2 separate regions of the Mus musculus genome follow, and region 2 is linked to region 1. The links are chromatin contacts, called in public Hi-C maps. All regions are on one chromosome and are shown on one strand. Each heading gives the region's core, a stretch centred on a gene start, on an enhancer-like site or on the middle of the called end of the contact. The rest is flanking DNA. Distances are from core to core; before and after follow the strand shown.

Region 1 (4,001 bases), core at 419-2,918:
CCTCTCTGAACTTGCCTATCCTCAAACACCCTAACTAGTCTTCTGTCCCCAACCCTTCAGGCTACAGTCTGGGGCAGATTGTAGTGACAGGGTGTGAAAAACAGAAAAAGAGAACTGGTGAGCTTCTAAACTTTGTGTAAATTAATTGTATTTTTTTTAAAGGTTCCTTTCTACTGCAAAAGTATTGGCCAGAGCTACTACTGCTAAACAAAGCTCTGTAAGTATACAGGGAAAATAAGGACAGATTAAAAATAATAACATGGAATCCTTACTCTCATCAGTCAGAAGAAACGGATTAAGTCAACAAGTGGTCCCAGGATTTTTTATTACCGAGAAGTCAAGAAAGGGCCATTTAAGTCCCTAGTGGTAAACAGGATTCCATCTAAGGACTTGCTTTGATATTTCACATGGGCACAAGCAAAAGACAGATTTCCTAAGGGAAAGGAGGGACTACGGTGGTTCTCACGGTGGTTAGAACAGAAAGGCACACCTGAACACCAAGCTGTAGAAAAACAGACCCAGCCCTGCCCTGATCTTCCCTGCCCATCCCGAGTGGCCTCAACCCACCATTGCCACACACCCCCTTATACCTCAAGTGATAAAACTGGCTAAAAGGAATTTTAACATCTGAGAAGGCTACTCTTCCAGACAAGAAGTCCTGAATGGGGCCTCAACCTTACTGATCTAAAAAGTCAAGGTGTCCCCATGAGGCTTCTCACTACCTTCCGGAGGAGGGATAAGGAAAGTTGCTCTGGGGAAATACTAACATTAGGCATGACTACTACACGAAAGAACTTCTTGGACTACTGAGACTACACAGTGTTATGGTGTATCTCACATGTGCGGAGATTCCAACGTGCCCACTTCGGGCCACTCAGTCTTGAGTCAATCAAGCCCCCAGCCCAGTCCAGCCCGCCGCAAGGCCTTCTTTACCTGCTTCGGTAGACTCTTCAGAAGTCGCCCCGGAGCTAGCTCCTGTATTCTTTTCACTGTGACTATGGCTGAGACTCTGGCCCTGATGCAGAAGGAGCCCCCAAAGAAGCCACAGGGCAAGACGGGCGCACACATCCATGACGGTAGGTCTCAGTCAACATGCGCCTGCTGTAGACACCTTTGGATCCCAGAAGCAAATCCCAGAGTCAGGGAGTGCAGCCGACGGTTCCAAAGCAAGATGCCCTCGCGGCGCCGCAGCTGTCCAGCCACCTGCGGGCTTACCTCCTCCGATAAGCGAAGGTCAAGTGCCCCAAGTTTGGACGCAGAAGGATCGGAGTCTCCGGTCCAACTGTAGGTCCGCCGGGGCTGCGGCGGCGGCCTGAGCTCTATCTGCTTCCGGAGAGTTTGAGCAGGGTGGCTGCGGGGCCGCTGTCAGCTCCGCAGCCTGCTGCACCCCTGCGGGAGGAGGCGGGCAGAATCTCCCGCCCGCACTGAGGTGGGGGAGGGAGAGAAGAGAGGAGAGAAGGGGGGCACCTGACCTCGCCCCGAGAAACAGCGGTGAGCCTCAGCAGCTAGGGCTTCGGCGTGCGACCTACAGGCCCCAGCAGACACGGATGTCTCCGGGATCCTAAGACTCCTAGGCCGAGGTCAGCGCCCCCGCCGGGTCCGGTACCTCTGCGGCTCCTGGTGCCCCGGTGCAGCAGGCGGACGCGCACGGGCCAGGCCCGGGACAGCGGCTCCCGGGAGGGCGGGAGGGCGGGAGGGCGGCACGGGGCGGGCCCGAAGTGGGCGGGGGCGTGCTCTACCGCCGGCCCGCCCCGCGCCGCCCGGCCCCCAGCGAAGCCCGGGCCCGCCCCAGAGCCGGCTTATCCCGGAATAACCTGTTGGAGAGCGCCCGCCAGAGCCCCCCGCAACTGGCGGGGTCTCTTGGGGACCCTGCCTGCGCTGGTGGTCGTCAGGACCGCGGCCCCGCGACAAGGATGGGGCCTCGGCCTCTGCCGTGCGCACCCCAGCCTCCAGCTCTAACGCCCGCCCGCAGGCGGGCCCCTGACACGCAGTTGCTCAGGTAACTCAGGCCTGCGGCGGCGGTGACAGCTACTGCCCTGTCCGGATCTCCGGGCCGCAGCGCTGCTCTCCGGACTCCACTGTAAAGTCAGGTTGGACAGAAACTCCGCACTAGGATGACAAACCTGGAGCCGCCTGGGGTGACTATGGTCCTGCTAGGTTTGGCCAAGGGGCGCGCTCCCAGCCCCCAACTCCCGACTCCCAGGCTCCGCCCTTTCGACGCGCCTCGCAGCCAATCGGCTTCCGCCTCTCAATAACCCGCGCCTCCGGTCTCCCGTACGCAGCGGTCCCTGGTGGCCACATCTAAGTACTGCAAAAGGACTAGTTCCTAGGTGGCCCTGACCCTTTCTAGAGGGTTACTGAAGGGAAGGGAAGCCCCTAGTCAAGCCCTTTAGAGGCTACAAGTGTTTAAAGAAGAAATTGTTCCAAAAAGCAGAATGAAATGCCCATCCCACTGTAGGTAAAACGTCACCTGTACGTAGCCTAACAGGTCTATCTGCTTTCCTAACACCCTGCCCGTCCCTGATCTACATCCTATGCCCTTGTGTAGCTCTTGCAACCCACCTCTCAGGCCCCACCCTCTTGAGGTTTGTGGGGTAAAGCCCGTGATGGTTCCTCCCATCTCATTCTCCTATCTCTCTGATTCCGTTAGAGGAGATGGTAGCGACTTGAGAATAAGTGCCCCAAAAACAGAGAACCCCGCCCAGGCTTCCTTTAGCAAAGCCTATACTTCCTGTTCTCTTCTCAAGCGTACTGTCAGCAGATCTTTACCGAAACCTCCGTGCCCTACCCCTGTCCTTGGCACCGGAGGCAGGAGACTGGATTAGGCCCAGTCCCTCTTCTGACAGTGATAAACCAGCTCCTGTTATGAGTGAGCCCTTTGAAGACCAGAACACGGATTTGCCCAACAGCTGCCTGGCTTAAGGGTTAGGCTGTTGATATAAAAATACATGTCAGACGTCATCTACTATCACTCTCTCCACTCTGTTAATCTCCCATCACACTGGCCTTTTTTTTTTTTCTTGTGGTGTGTGTGTGTACACTTTTACAATATCAAACCCAGAACCTCAGACACGATAAACAAGCACTCTATTCGCCACGCTAAACATGGACCTTCAGGAAGTTCCCAAACACATCAAACAGGCTTCAGAGCATTTGTGTCTGTTGTTTCTTCTACCGAAAACCTTCCTCACCCTACTTCCCCACCCGCTCCCCACCAATAAACTTAACCTCTTGTTATTCTAGATATTGTTGAATAACTCCTTAGAAGGTTCAACCTAAGGCTGACAATATGGTTTAGTGGGTAAAGAAGCTCACCACAAGCCGGGCGCGGTGGCGCATGCCTTTGATCCCAGCACTCGGGAGGCAGAGGCAGGCAGATTTCTGAGTTCGAGGCCAGCCTGGTCTACAGAGTGAGTTCCAGGACAGCCAGGGCTACACAGAGAAACCCTGTCTCAAAGAAAGGCAGACAGAAAGACAGGAAGGAGGGAGGGAGGGAGCAAGGAAAGAAGGAAGGAGGGAGGGAGCAAGGAAAGAAGGAAGGAGGGAGGGAGCAAGGAAAGAAGGAAGGAGGGAGGGAGGGAAGGAAGCTACTATCTGTATCACCTTCAAAGCCAGTCTACAGAGTTAGGCCCTAAATATAGCCACTCCTCCCACTATCGTGTGGTTGTGAGTTTTCAGAGGTCTCTGAGATGTACACCTGCACATCATAAATACTTAGTGAAAAGCTTACTGGTAAATGTTAGTTCATTTGATCACACAAATATCTATTGAATGACAGCCATATGCTGGAAAATTGGCCAAAACAAAAGGCGAACCCCTGACCTAGATTCTATCAGACCTATGTTCTGAGCCAGCTCTCAAACTCAAGTCACAAAATGAACAAGTAGGCAATGATGTGACTAAGTCTTAGGTAGGAGTGATAGGGGTGGGGACTACAGACTGGAAATCAATCGGGCAGAAAGGTGGACACAGCATCAACAGATTGTGGCCAAAAAAGGATA
Region 2 (4,001 bases), core at 1,085-3,584, 2.0 Mb before region 1:
GACCAACAAAGACCAGTAAAGACCAGTAAAGACCAGCAAAGAACAGCAAAGAACAGCAATGAACAGCTGTGTCTGTGAAAAATGCAAGAGAGAGTACTTACACGGAAGCAAGTAGAATCCAGATGCTGCATCACACCCTGGCAGAGGATGCAGCAGCCCATTCAAAACCGTGGCCATGCTTTGGTTGAAGAATGAGAATACCTGGAGTATAAACTCACAAGTGTTTTTACTTTTATCAAATTATAAATCTACATTTATACTTAAGATAAAAATGTTCAAATTAATGGATCTTCAAAATTCTTTTTGTTTAATATTTCCTCTCAAATCGTGTTCCATGGGAATCCCTTTCCTCTGTTAGAAATAAATGTCAATGTGTATTGCACACAGTTAGAATCACACACATGGTAGCACTGCTCACTGAAAGTGTGGCCAGTGCTTTGCTCACCTGGTCACCTTCATCCTTTTCACTGAGGTCAGAGGGTAATGGCAGACTAAATGTAAAGTCTAATCTTTGCAGAGTTGAGAGTGGAATTCTGCCTAGAGAGAACATTCATGCAGAGTTAGATCATAGTCTGGGTATTTAATAGTTTTAATTCCCAGACAGACTTTAGGAAGAAACAGAGAAAGCCTTAAGTAAAATGTAGAAAAGACAGAGACATGGTAGCTCCTGCCTCTCGTCCCTGAACTCAAGAGTTTGACAAATTAGTATTCCAAGGAATTAGAAACTATCCTAAACACTCTAAACACTTAGTGATTTCTAGCCCAGGCTTGAATATAGAGTAAATATCTGCCTCCAAAAAAAAAAAAAAAAAAAGGTAAAGGGTTTTTCATAACTATTAACATTTCAGAGGAATGGGAACATCAAAGCATTATTTGTAAGCAATTGTGTCCACAGCAAGAACAACAGTGAGACTTATGACCTCATCAAGATATGAAATTTAGGTAAGTGTATAGCTATGGATAGAGCACTAGCCCAGCATCCACAAGGACCGTGGTTCAATCACTGAAGTCAAAAGCAAAACTGAACAACAACAGCAAAAGTTCATGATCCCAGCACCGGGGAGGCTAAGGGAGCTAGAGCTCATTTAGGGTCAGGCTATCAGAAAGGAAGAAGAGTATAAGACAGTTGTAAGTATGTGAAATAAATTCAAACTACAGAGTTATGTCTGCTGTCACTCATCATTCCATATTTCAGAAGACAGAGACTGTAGGGAAATAATTAGAGAGGCAAACAGGAAAGGGGATGAGACAGGTGATGGTGGCTTCTCCAACATTCACTCACACAACTGACTTTCTTTAATTAATTTGTGATTTATTTATTTATTCTTCTCTTTCTTTCTCCCTTCCTTTTCTCTTTGGAAAGCTTCAGGTGTTTCCCATGCCATGCTGATGTCAGTCACCATGGCTGAGGATGGCTTTGACCTCCTGATCCTCATGCAGCCAGCTGCAAGGCAGTGGCATCCTGTGCCGGTTTGAATAACAATGGCCCCAAAGCCTAAGATCTTTTGAATACTTGGTTCTCAGCTATCAGGACACTGTTCAGGAAAGATTAGGAGTGTGGCATTCTTGAAGAAGGTATGGCATGGGTGTAAGCTTTCAAGATTCAATAGATTCTGACCACCAACACCATTCTCTCTCTGCCTCAGGTTTCTGTCAAGATTGTGTCTCCAGTTGTGACTTCTCACTTTCTGCTCCAGCACCATGTCTCCCTGCCTGTTATCAGGCTCTCCACTGTGGTGGTCATGAACTCTAACCCATAGGAACTGTGAGTGCCAAATTAAACACTCTACTTGTAACTTGTCCTAGTCATGGTATTTATCAGAGCAGTAGAAGAGTAAAGAAGATAGACCACAGGGGCCACCACAGCTGGTTTTGTACACTTCTGAGGACCATCCCAGTGCTTCATGCTTGATAGGCAAGCACTATGTCAACAGAACCTCATTCCCAGCTCTACAGATTTCCCCCTTCTAATCCGTTAGTGCTGAGTCACTATATAGGTGTTCAATACACCTCTAAGCCAAATAGGAACCTCCAAGACATTCTGGTGAGGGACTCCTAAAAGGGAGGAAATGAATGGGTGGATCATATCAGCACTGGAAAAGGACTAAGTCTGTTCGTTCAGCCACATAATACATAATCTGGAGGAGACCATGGGGCAGCTGGTGAGCCCTCTACAGCTCATTACTCTCTGCTGTGAGGGTGGTGAGGTGTTTCTGCCTGGCTCTGCACATAACTCCTCCCCAGTTTCCAGAGCCAGCCAATGCTGATATGAGGGTAACTTCCTCAGTCAGTGGGGTTCTGCAGGCTTATGCAAAGGCATCTCATTGGTCTGTAGAGTTGTGGTTTCTGTTTCATTTCCAGAGCTCAAACTTTCCTTTCTCTAGATTTTAGCCGGAAATACCTTGAAGTTCTGGATTGGTGAGTTAATTCTCCCTGGTTTACAACTTTCTGGCGTCTGATAAAGGGCTGAGCAATTTTAGGGGGCAGATTTTTGAAGACTTTGAAAGGAGAACATTGCTTTTGTTTGGGTGAGTTTATCCTGTAAAAGCGGGGGAGGGAAAGGGGGACGGGCTGCCGGCCTCTGGCTGAAAATGCAAATGGGGGAGCTTGAGGGAGGTGCCTCCTCAACAACAACAACAACAAAAAACTACTTTAAAGATGCCTGTTGTCCAGATTTAGTCTCCCCCTTCCGATTCACAATCTGTAATTTTGAATCGTACCTTGTCGACGAGATCCAGAACTTTGTTGTCTATGACAGTCATTCTTTTTCCAGGCAGCAAAGCTGGATCAGAGCCTCTGCTTTTTACTGCGTTTTTGTGTGATAAAGTGGTACTTCCGCATACTCTAGGGCTGTGGTTCTTTACCGGATCAGACCCGTTTGAATGACCTTTTCACGGGAGTTTCACTTTAGATATCTCGCATGTCATACATTCATATTATGATTCAAAACTGTAGAAAAATATAGTTAAGAGGAAGCAAAGACCACAGTTTTATGGTTGCGGTCAATACAACACGAGAAAGTTTTCTAAAGAGTTGCAGCATTAGGAAAGTTGCAAAATACTCCTCTAAGAGAACCAGAGTTTCTCTCAGTTTAGTAACAAAGACTGAGAGCCTGTTATTTAGTCATCGACCCTGTTTGACAGTCCCAAGCCCGGGAATAACTTCAGCTATTTCCTTCTCCTTCAGATATTTTCTCCATACCAATATAAACTTCAGCCCAGCTTGAGATTCCAGATACACAGGAGCAGAAGGATTATAAATTGATGGCCATCATCAGCAACTCAATAAGACTCATTCATAGAATATTTTTTTAAAAGACATCTGTGACTTAGTTCAGTGATAGGGTACTTTTCAATCTTTGGGTTCAGTTCCCACGCAGAGGGGAAGGGGTGTTTGAAGATGGGAAAACTACTATGAGCATGCTCCAGTGACACATCTGAAGATTTCCCCCAAAGTGCCAACTTTTGTAAGGTTTCTTGGAGAGAGGATATGTTTTATGTTGCCCAGACTGGTCTTCAGCTCTTCCGACAGCCCCACTTCCAAGTCTCTGTAGTGTCAGGAGCACATGACTGCAACAGCCTCTTTCTACCTTTAAAGAATGAAAATTAAATTTTTGTTTGATGTTTAAAATGTCAAATTAAAAAAAAAAAGTTTGAGAGAGAGATGTGTGATTAGGGATATCATGGCTTTGCTCAAGCTGATCTAGGTGCCCAGAAGACATCCTGTCAAGGTTGATTTTGTGGGTTTTGCTTTCTCAACAATTGGTTCTTGTCCCTGTTCATAAGCCAGTGCTTTCATTCTTGAATTTGCTTGAGTTATCCTCCCCTCCAGAGACAGAGACAAAGAACAACAGCTCTGATTGTTCATTACATTTTACTTGGGTCTTTCTCATCAGCTTTCTCTTCCCTTCTGATAACTTTTGGTTTAGTTATTTTTTGTCTACTTGCCTGAGGCCAAGTATTAAGTTATTTACTTGAGATAATGTTTCTTTGTGTAATGTA

The links. Hi-C and Micro-C count contacts between places; a contact is called where the count stands out from the background.
Region 2: a Hi-C map of B cells shows a contact between it and region 1, with 6 read pairs. The contact joins the promoter of Trim12a here to the promoter of Stim1 in region 1. A contact is called at or near these places in 1 of 39 promoter capture datasets (pre-B cells) and 1 of 484 Hi-C or Micro-C datasets (B cells).

Annotation. Positions count from the first base shown.
Region 1 is chr7:102,265,486-102,269,486 of GRCm38.p6, reverse strand. Stim1 (stromal interaction molecule 1) reads right to left here and starts at 1,668. Exons shown (of 12, transcript NM_009287.5): 1 at 934-1,668. The coding sequence starts at 1,072.
Region 2 is chr7:104,313,828-104,317,828 of GRCm38.p6, reverse strand. Trim12a (tripartite motif-containing 12A) reads left to right here and starts at 2,334. Exons shown (of 8, transcript NM_023835.2): 1 at 2,334-2,418. Gm15133 (predicted gene 15133) reads right to left here and starts at 2,798. Exons shown (of 7, transcript NR_040749.1): 1 at 2,721-2,798; 2 at 446-533; 3 at 102-201.